Linked DNA regions of Mus musculus: all the other regions are linked to region 1. The links are chromatin contacts, called in public Hi-C maps. All regions are on one chromosome and are shown on one strand. The core of a region is the stretch at or near the end of the contact, and the rest is flanking DNA. Distances in the headings are between cores, read along the strand shown.

What was found. A called contact is a pair of places that touch in the nucleus more often than the background predicts.
Region 2: a contact with region 1 is called in a Hi-C map of forebrain, with 2.0 times the contacts expected there. The contact joins two enhancer-like sites. A contact is called at or near these places in 11 of 484 Hi-C or Micro-C datasets (the HL-1 cell line, brain, cerebellum and 5 more) and 1 of 115 datasets of contacts at active chromatin or transcription factors (embryonic basal ganglia).
Region 3: a contact with region 1 is called in a Hi-C map of cortical neurons, with 2.9 times the contacts expected there. The contact joins two enhancer-like sites. A contact is called at or near these places in 1 of 39 promoter capture datasets (embryonic stem cells), 2 of 15 datasets of contacts at CTCF or cohesin (embryonic stem cells and stem cell-derived epiblast-like cells), 86 of 484 Hi-C or Micro-C datasets (the AML12 cell line, the BV-2 cell line, the HL-1 cell line and 36 more), 6 of 115 datasets of contacts at active chromatin or transcription factors (astrocytes and embryonic stem cells) and 1 of 9 other capture datasets (embryonic stem cells).

Annotation. Positions count from the first base shown.
Region 1 is chr9:28,737,163-28,739,944 of GRCm38.p6, reverse strand. The region is part of intron 3 of Opcml (opioid binding protein/cell adhesion molecule-like); the gene reads right to left. Among named protein-coding and RNA genes, the nearest start is that of Gm15520, 300 kb to the left of the region's middle. Within about 2 kb of position 1,409, at least 38 of the 459 cell types and tissues checked have an H3K27ac peak or open chromatin away from gene starts, as enhancers often do. A contact at or near this core is called in brain, cortical neurons and forebrain, where this site is marked.
Region 2 is chr9:28,335,223-28,338,289 of GRCm38.p6, reverse strand. All of the region lies in intron 1 of Opcml (opioid binding protein/cell adhesion molecule-like), which reads right to left. Among named protein-coding and RNA genes, the nearest start is that of Gm39313, 59 kb to the left of the region's middle. Within about 2 kb of position 1,304, at least 36 of the 459 cell types and tissues checked have an H3K27ac peak or open chromatin away from gene starts, as enhancers often do. A contact at or near this core is called in brain and forebrain, where this site is marked.
Region 3 is chr9:28,259,692-28,262,863 of GRCm38.p6, reverse strand. The region is part of intron 1 of Opcml (opioid binding protein/cell adhesion molecule-like); the gene reads right to left. Among named protein-coding and RNA genes, the nearest start is that of Gm39313, 130 kb to the left of the region's middle. Within about 2 kb of position 1,278, at least 14 of the 459 cell types and tissues checked have an H3K27ac peak or open chromatin away from gene starts, as enhancers often do. A contact at or near this core is called in cortical neurons, where this site is marked.

The DNA.
Region 1 (2,782 bases), core at 160-2,659:
TACGTGTTCCATTAAGTGGGCAAACTTCAGAATAGATAAACACCTAGCTTGTTGTTTTTACCCAACAGGTAAATTGCTTAGTGCTTAAGTGCATATCATACTTGATAATTCTAGGTAACATACCACCTTTATACTTAGTTGGGATTCTGTCAAGAGTTGTTGAATCAACAGTTACCTTAGTCAATCTTTTTTTTCTTCAATTGTCAGATATAATTTATATGCCTGGTAAAATACTTAAGCAAGATAATAATCAAAAATTTAATCAGGGGCCTAATCATGAGGCTATCATTTGGGCAGCACTAACTACCATGTGAGATAGAATCCTGTGGGCACAGTTGAAGCAATTCCTTCTCCTCCCCTCCCTTTATCCCATAACTCTTCCTCCTTTGAGATGGGACCCCAACCCTGCCTCCAGCTCTCTTCACAGCTGTCATTCTGAAGTACACTTAGGGAAAGGTCTCAGCTTGAAACTCCACCTTTAAGCCAATGCTTTAGTTCCTATGGTTTTTTATTTTTTATTTTTCTAGAACGGCTACTTTAAGCTAATCTGTCATTTTATATTTATTTATTTGTAGTTTGTATCTGTGAGTGTTTTGTCTGCAGGTATGTATGTAATACATGCTGCCCATGGAGGCCAAAAGAGGGCATCACATCTTGTAGAAGTGGAATTATAGAGGCCTGTGAACCACTATGCACATGCTGGGAACAAAACTCTCCAGTCCTCCGCCAAAGCAGCTATGCTTGCTCTTATGATATACCACCTCTCTAGCCTCTAAACTTTTGTTAGCCCCCTTAGAGATGGAATCAACCTGTCAAAGTCTGTAGCCTGTTTAGAAAATTTGACTATTACACAAAGTAGCCACTCCCATTTGCTTCATGCTATGGATCACCAAACTACCATTCATTTCAAAAAAGATAATTGAAGACTGTGTGATGAAATGAAGCCCCCCAGTGCAGAGAAGGACTTCATCAGTGCTGGTCATTGTGTTTTTAGGAAGAGACATAGTGCCATGCACAGGTTGATAATCCTAGCACATATTGGCTCATGGAGAGAGAACTTTCAAGTGCCGAGGCAACTAAGCTTTCCCTGACAAGGACCAATGTGAGCACTAATTTCTCTGCATTTTAAGTCTCTTTACATAGCACTCTTTTCTGTGCATGGGGTGAGTGGGCAGGGCCATCTGTTCACATATAAACACCCAAAGAAAAAGTGTTGCATTTTGTTTGCACACCACAGAGGTACACTCATGTTGCCACAGTTTCCTATTGTAATGAAGGCCCCTGATCATAAATATTCCATGCATTCTCCATTCCCTTCAGGCTCTGAGTCATGTCTGTTCAGAAAGACAGTGTTCTCACAGGCTGCCACTCACAGCCATTGTGAGAGACAGACACTTCAGTCTCCACTAGGCAAGTGTTTATGGAATTCACAAACAGAAGCCGGCTTTTCAGAAACACACATCTCAGCTGAGCCTCCTGCACAGATGTCAGATTTCTGCAGAAGCCTCCCGGAGGCTCAGAGAGCCTACAATGGACTATTTTTAGTTCTGATAATTAATATTGGAGGAGAAAGGGAGGAGGATGAAAATGTAGCTCCAGCAAAAAAGGCAATTACCATCTATCCCATATATTGTCACCTATGAGATGTGTTGGTTTCAAAGAAATAATAAAGAGAAATGCGCATGAACCCATTGCTTTCTGTATCACACCTCCCATGAAGTGGATGTTTAATTCTTCCCTTTCTGAATTCTGGAAATAGCTTGGTCTCATAAGTTAACACTTGCAGCTAGGGCTGTGCCAGCCTGCATTTTACTATGACAAAGACTGTGTCTGTTTCCCAATGTTGAAAAATAAGAGCTCGCTTCTCTCACACATTCCCAGTGAATTGGGATCAACAACTGTCAAAAAGAAAGCCATGGTCAGGGTCCTCCCATTCCTCCTAACTGGTCCCAGAGTCTCATTTTAAACCATTCTTCCAATCCCTTACCACTTCACTCAAATTTGTAGTTCTTATGCAGATCTCTCCATTGCCCGTCAAATCCCTTAAGAAAAGATACTTTTGTACCTATTAATGAAAACCCAGTCCATGATGATTCATAAAACAACATGACGCCTCTGTTGCCAGGAAACTCTGGGAAGGGTAGTAGGAACCACCATAGTGCCAGCAAATGTCTGTGCAGCAAGCACCTTGCTAGGGCTAGTCTACATTAGTGCTGAAGCTTAGGAGAGTGGAGAGCTGCTACAAGGAGTGACCAGCCACAGTGAGGTGGTTTATCAAGTGAAGGTACTTGCTGCCTACACCGATGACTTGAGTTTGATTCTCAGAACCTACGAGGTAGAAGAAAAGCCAAATCCATTTCTGTTAGTGTCACTTTGAGCAAAACACATGTTGACACCTGTGTCTGAGAGCACACACACAAAGATATACACACAAACACTAAATAAATAAATAAAAATAAATAAATGCAATGGGGAAAAGAACACTGACCATTTAAATTTCTGAATTCAGCACTTCTTAAATGTATTTTGTGGTCTCCTCAATTCTGTGAAACTTGAATAACATTTGCCCTTTTCCATCAGGTTCTTCTCCTCTTATTTCCATTCAATCTGGCTCTCCCTCTGGCTGTCCCTGAGCACCTGTGTCACCAGGAAATGGTGGCTTTTCTGAGCTTGTATACACAACCTATATTTCAACAGATTTATTTGTGTGTGTATGTGTGTGTGTGTGTGTGTGTGTGTGTGTGTGTGTGTGTATATATATATATATGTGTGTGTGTGTGTG
Region 2 (3,067 bases), core at 55-2,554, 400 kb after region 1:
TAGATGGACAGTGGTGGCTGAAAGAAGAAATGCCAAATTTGGTTCCCCGATTCTGCTTTGTGGACTCTTTCAGAAGGTTGATGCTTTTACCTCCTCCTCCCTGGTACATTTATTCCATAGATTAAACCTACCCCCAGTATAAGAGAGAATAGGATTTCTGCAGGTCTTCTAATTAGCTAGAGCAACGTTGACATCCAGTGGTGAATTTGATTCATCACAGGTGCCCACACTTAATGCCTATATCTCTGACTGTCAGGGGGTATATGGAGTGAGTGTTGGCCTGCTGTTTCTATGCAGCTTGGCCTGGGGTACCTCTACACATGTATACTCTCTTTCCATGCTTTAAACTAGTCTTCAAGAGCATGCAGGTTACCATAGCAATATGCAATAGCTAGTCTATATCCAAGGCATGTGTGTGCTCAAATTTGCTCGCAAACTCACTCATACACACACACACACACACACACACACACACACAAAGGCATCAAACTACCTAATATCTGTATATACATATTCTAACTATGTCCTTGCAGATGTTTGTATATATGGTTCCTATATTACTTAAAAACATTAGCCTGATGACACGGTATTCTTTCTCACATGGTCCCCTCTTTATCCTTAGAACTGTGTTGTAAATAACAAGGAAAGACTACCACCCTGTATCCTACAGACTTTTCCCTCAAGCTAATTCACAGTGTTGTTTCCACTGAAGCAGAATCAGGTATGGCTGAACTGGGCTTCCTTGCTGATCTGCTCATAGTAGCTCGGATATCAGCAGAAGCCTGCTGTCCCTGCACTGATGACAGTTGATTGCCTTCATCCAGGGGGAATAGTCATATCTTCCCAATGCTTGACCTGGAGAAACCAAAGGACACAGGACACTGCCTGGCCCTAAAGGGCACCAAGTCCGGAGCAGACATGGTCAGAGACAGAATAAAACTTCAATTCGACTCCCCACTTCTTTTTCTTTAAAGGCAGGACCCATCAGAATTTACAAGCCACTTACTAATTAATATTTTTTTGTGTATCCTAGTAATTGCCATGCATTGAAAACTTGGAGACAATTGTCTCACTGGAATCTGAGGCTCAAGCCATGCTACAAAGCTACATTTTCAAATCCCTTTTACCTCTTGATATGAGGAAAGAGAAGGAGAAAGAGGACCCTAAACTAGTTTAACACAATGCACAATTAAATATTGATTGGAAATTCTTCCTACGAATTTCCCCTCTACCTCCCTACCTCCACAGGGAGGTGTCTGGATGTGATTCCTAAGCTGTCCCCATACAGTGATTACGTTCATTAGGACACCAGCCTTGTGGTTAAAGCACTTTCCTTACTGCTGCACGTTTAATTAGACAACTCTTCCCCAGAAATTATTTATAGCCAGGCTGCAGAGCTATTGTTAGTCCCAATGTAAATAAGATTCAGGGCGGGAGTCCCAGTGCGCTGCAGTGGCTGGCACTGCCGCCATCAGCCCACTCCTGGTGCACACTCGGGGACTGCTTCCAAGCCTTTACAGCTAGATCGCTGCTGTTTAAAACCCCTGGCGTGATTCTCTAATGAAACTTTTAATACAAGCCCTTCCAAAAGACTGGGAATCTACCAGGTCAGTGTGAGTGCACGGAGGAGGAGTTAAGAGAAGAAGGGGAGGAGCTGGGAGAGACAGGAGCTGCCTCCAAGGCAGTACTCAGCTTTCCTAGTTCAGCTAGGGAAGTGTGCACATGATCTGTTTTAACACAGCCATCCCACATACAAGCAACTGCTTTGGGCACTGATGGTTAAAGACCCAGATATGGATTTTCAAGTATAAAGCTGTGTTTGCAGTCTGGGCTGGTTGAAATGAATGTCTGGGGACTGGGAGGTAACCTGTGAGCCCAATGCCCTTTCAATACAGTGTACATTAAAAGTGTTGAAGCTGCTTCCAAATCCAGGGCTTGGACTTGGTGCTGGCATGATGAGGGCAGCATCACCTCTGTCTGCAAGATGTTCATAATCAGGTGAACACCATTAGTGTGTAATCAAAGTAAACAAGAATGCTATTTGAAGAGCTTTTCATATCAGCAACCATGGATTGTCCAGGGCCCTCTGGATACTGCCACTTTGCATCATTTAATGAACTGCCTTAGGAATAGAATGCTATTATTGCAATGCCGGTGCCAGACTTTTCATTGCTGTGACAAAATGCCTGATGGAGTAACTTACAAGTGAGGTTTCTCTTGTCTCATCTGCTCAGAGGTTTCAGTCCATGGTCAGTCTGCATTGCTGCTTCTGGACAGGGATGAGGCTGAGCGCCATGGCAGGGTGGGCAGGGAGGGGCAAACTCAGCCAATTACCTTAGGGCTACCATCAGACAGAGTATTAAAGCTTGAGTATAAAACATACCCTGTGGGCCTTTGTATTGAAGTTGGTCCCCAGCCAGGTGCTCTGTGTGGAAGATGTGGGGGATCTTTGGGCAGTGGGCAGAGCTGAAGAAAATAAGTATCTAGAGTTGTCTTTGATGGGTATATTTGGTTCCCTCTCTGTCTGCTACTGATCTGTCAAGAGCGCATAATCTTCCCCATCACCTGATCCCATGGCCAGGATGTTCTGCGCAAGCCCACGTAGCTGAGCACCCAAGGACCGAACCCCCTCAAGCCCTGCGCAAGCCCACGTGGCTGAGCACCCAAGGACCGAACCCCCTCAAGCCCTGCACCCAAACAAGTAAACCTCTTCAGGTTGTTTTCCCTCCGTCTCTGCCATGGTGATGCAAACGCTGCCTAACACTGAGAGAGCAGAACAAATCCCAACCTGGCCTTGGATATCATATTCAAAGTGGCTTTCTCTCTTAGTTAGGAGACTGATGGCCCCCTCACAGGTACACCTAAAGGCACGCTGAACATCTCTTCATGGACACTTCTCACAAGTAAGCTTGCAATCAAATGAACCACAGCAACCCTCACTTGTCAGCAGCTACACCTGAAGCTTTAAAAAGTACCAATGACTCTTGATATGCAACAATAAATATCCAGCAATGTGTCCTAGTTTGGCCTCTGTTGCTGAGACAAACACAATGACCAAAAGCAACTT
Region 3 (3,172 bases), core at 29-2,528, 480 kb after region 1:
GGAGTTTGCTGTAAGATTATGTCTCTTATGAATGTCTCCTATGCTCATAAAGTGTCACCAATGTGACTGCCTAAATACAGGCTGAACAAGGACAACAACAGACATGCCAAAGGAGACAGAGACGGGGTTGGGGGAGGGCAAAAGGACTCAACCCTACATAGAGAACTTGGGCAGCTAAAGCATGCTGAGAGTGGGAGAAATAGTACACACACACACACACACACACACACACACACACACACACATACATGTAACAACAATTAATGAAAAAGGAAGCTACAGATTTCAAAGAACAAACAGGAGTTATGGCAGCATTTAGGAGGTGGAAATGAAAGAGGGGAGTGATGTTATTATATTATAATCTCAAAAATGAAAGGAAGAATTGTAAATTAGTCTATAAGCATTAATCACAGTGGCAAGGGTTCTAGTATGTGATGGATAACTTGTGTCATGCAAAGAAAGCAAGAGATCAAAAAGCAGTTTGTGCTCTTAGGCCTTTCTTCTCCAGGCCTCTATTCTCCCTTCCTCAAACCAAGAATGCTGGACAAATTCACATTGTGTCCAAAAGGAGAAAGGCCACAGAACATGTACAAAAGGCCTTGTAAAGCTGTGTCTCATGGGGCCTGCAGGATTCTCACAGTGTTGATGTTGTCTGCCCTGTGGGGCACCTCTGTAGGAAAACACATGTTGTCAGGCACTCGTGGTGTCTGTGGCTCTTACTTTTCTGATGTGAGCTTTTCTTCAGTCTCTTTCTCAAGCAACACTTCCCTCCTCCCTCCTCCCTCCTCCCTCCTCCTCCTCCTCTTCCTCCTCCTCCTCCTCTTCCTCCTCCTCTTCCTCCTCTTTCTCCTCCTCCAGCACCACCACCACTACCACCCCTGAAACCACCACTACCACCACTGGCCCAGTGTTTTCTATCTATTAATATAGGACATATCTTCAAGGCAGTTCCTGCATTGAGAAGAATTTCCTAGATGTTTTTTATCAGACAAGCTGTAAACAGGTTTGCTGGCTTGAACGTGTCAGTCAGGGCAAGGGCTGAAAGATAAAGGCACCTCATTTGGGGCTTGCTGTGGGGAACAAAACACAAAGAAGCAAAGAGTCCTGGTTTCATTAAAGAGTAGAGGGAAGATAGGTGGAGAGTGGGGACACGGCACTGGCTCACTCTGCAGGGCTGTGTAGTTGAAAGGGCAGAAAAGCAGTCAGGGATGGGCGGCCTCTAAACTGCAGAAAAAGATGCACTGCCTGCTCCATCTCTTAGCTCATTTCTGGAGATTTGGCGCCATCTGGTGGTTATGATTTGGTACTGTAACTCACCCTTCCCTCTCAGCTTCCTGTTGCAAGTGAGTTCTTTCACAGTGATCATGGAATGTCACAGTCTATTAGCAAAACAACTCAGAGCACAGTGTTGGTGGGCCCCTCCTTCCTAGAAGGCAGTCGCCCTCTGTTCCTTCAAGCTATGCCAAGAGCTGTCCTGTGGCGAAAGAACAAGAAGTCAGCCACTGATGTGAAGTCACTCTGGGCTAGATCTTACCACATGCTGTGTTTCAGAGACCTGTTACTGAGAGGCCATGACCCTGAAATAGCCTCTCTACATCCTAAACTGCCCCTGGGAGGGAGAGAGCCTGTATGCCATGCCATGGGCATAGTACCCGAGACCCTTTCCTGAACTCTCCCCATAACTGCTTCTTATGGAAAAAAGATGAACGGGACATTGAGGCACTTGGGAAAAGTGATTTGAGGGAGATGCCTAGAAGGGCAAGCTAGAGTTTTTCTCTGCAGCCTCTGCAGGTGCATTGCTTGGTGTGGACTCAGTAGAGTGTGTAAGCCGGGCTTCATTCATTCACTCTTAGAGGTTCATTCATTTCTTAGAAGGCTACTATGTACTGACAATGAGACTTTGAACAAAATAGACCCAGATTCCGGCTGTGGACTTAATATTATGGCCACAAGGATAAAGCAGTTACCAAGAAGCCTAAGTAGAAGACAAAACTACTTAACTGTTGTAACAAGGACCATGTAAGTAAAGAATAGAGGTGGGACCGGGCGGTGGTGGCGCACACCTTTAATCCCAGCAGTTGGGAGGCAGAGGCAGTCAGATTTCTGAGTTCAAGGCCAGCCTGGTCTACAAAGTGAGTTCCAGGGCTACACAGAGAAACCCTGTCTCAAAAACAAAACAAAACAAAACAAAACAAAACAAAACAAAACAAAACAAAACAAAACGAAATGAAAGAATAGAGGTGGGTATTTGTCCAGGGTTAGGGGAGACTGCATTGATGATGAAACATTCCTGCATAAGGGCCACTGAGAGGACCCTGTGGCATCACCTGGAGAGAAAGAGCAGAGAAAAATACTTAAGTCTGCTACTTGAGAGCCGGTGACCCCACCATCTTGCTGGAGCTGAGCAGGCAGGAGTTAGCTATGGGAGGGTAGGACTGCATAGTTTCTTTTTTTTTTTTTTTTTTTTTTTAAGATTTATTTATTACATGTAAGTACACTGTAGCTGTCTTCAGACACACCAGAAGAGGGCGTCAGATCTCGTTACAGATGGTTGTGAGCCACCATGTGGTTGCTGGGATTTGAACTCTGGACCTTCGGAAGAGCAGTCGGGTGCTCTTACCCACTGAGCCATCTCACCAGCCCCAGACTGCATAGTTTCAAAATCTGACCCTTGAAGAGTCTGGGGCAGGTCTGGATTGGGTCCCATGGTATTGAGCAAATCTAGCACTGGTGCATCTAAATTCCATTCAGGAGCCCACCAGGCCAAGCCAGTGGGAAGGGACCAGAGCTTGGGGAGGAAGCACATTGCTGCCGTCACCATAAATGAACCCTTGCTTGTGTCCCTGGGAGATCTGAATCCCACCGATCCTTGCAAGGTGGGTCATCTACAGGGCACTGTCCCCAGTTGAGGGTGGCCGAGAGCGAGAGCTCAAGCCAAGGGCTGTACACAGTGGCTGCACACATGTTCCCTCTCCTGGGCAGATGGAGCATGGCAAGCTGAGGGTCACTCCTCCATGGTGCTTGGATTTCAGGGTTTTGAAAGATTAATCCGGAATATTTGCATATACATAAGAGGCATTCTCAGGACAGAACCCAAGTCTATGCACAACATTTATTTATGTTTTCTATATGCCTTGGACATACAGCCAGGAGCTAATTTATGCATTGTGTC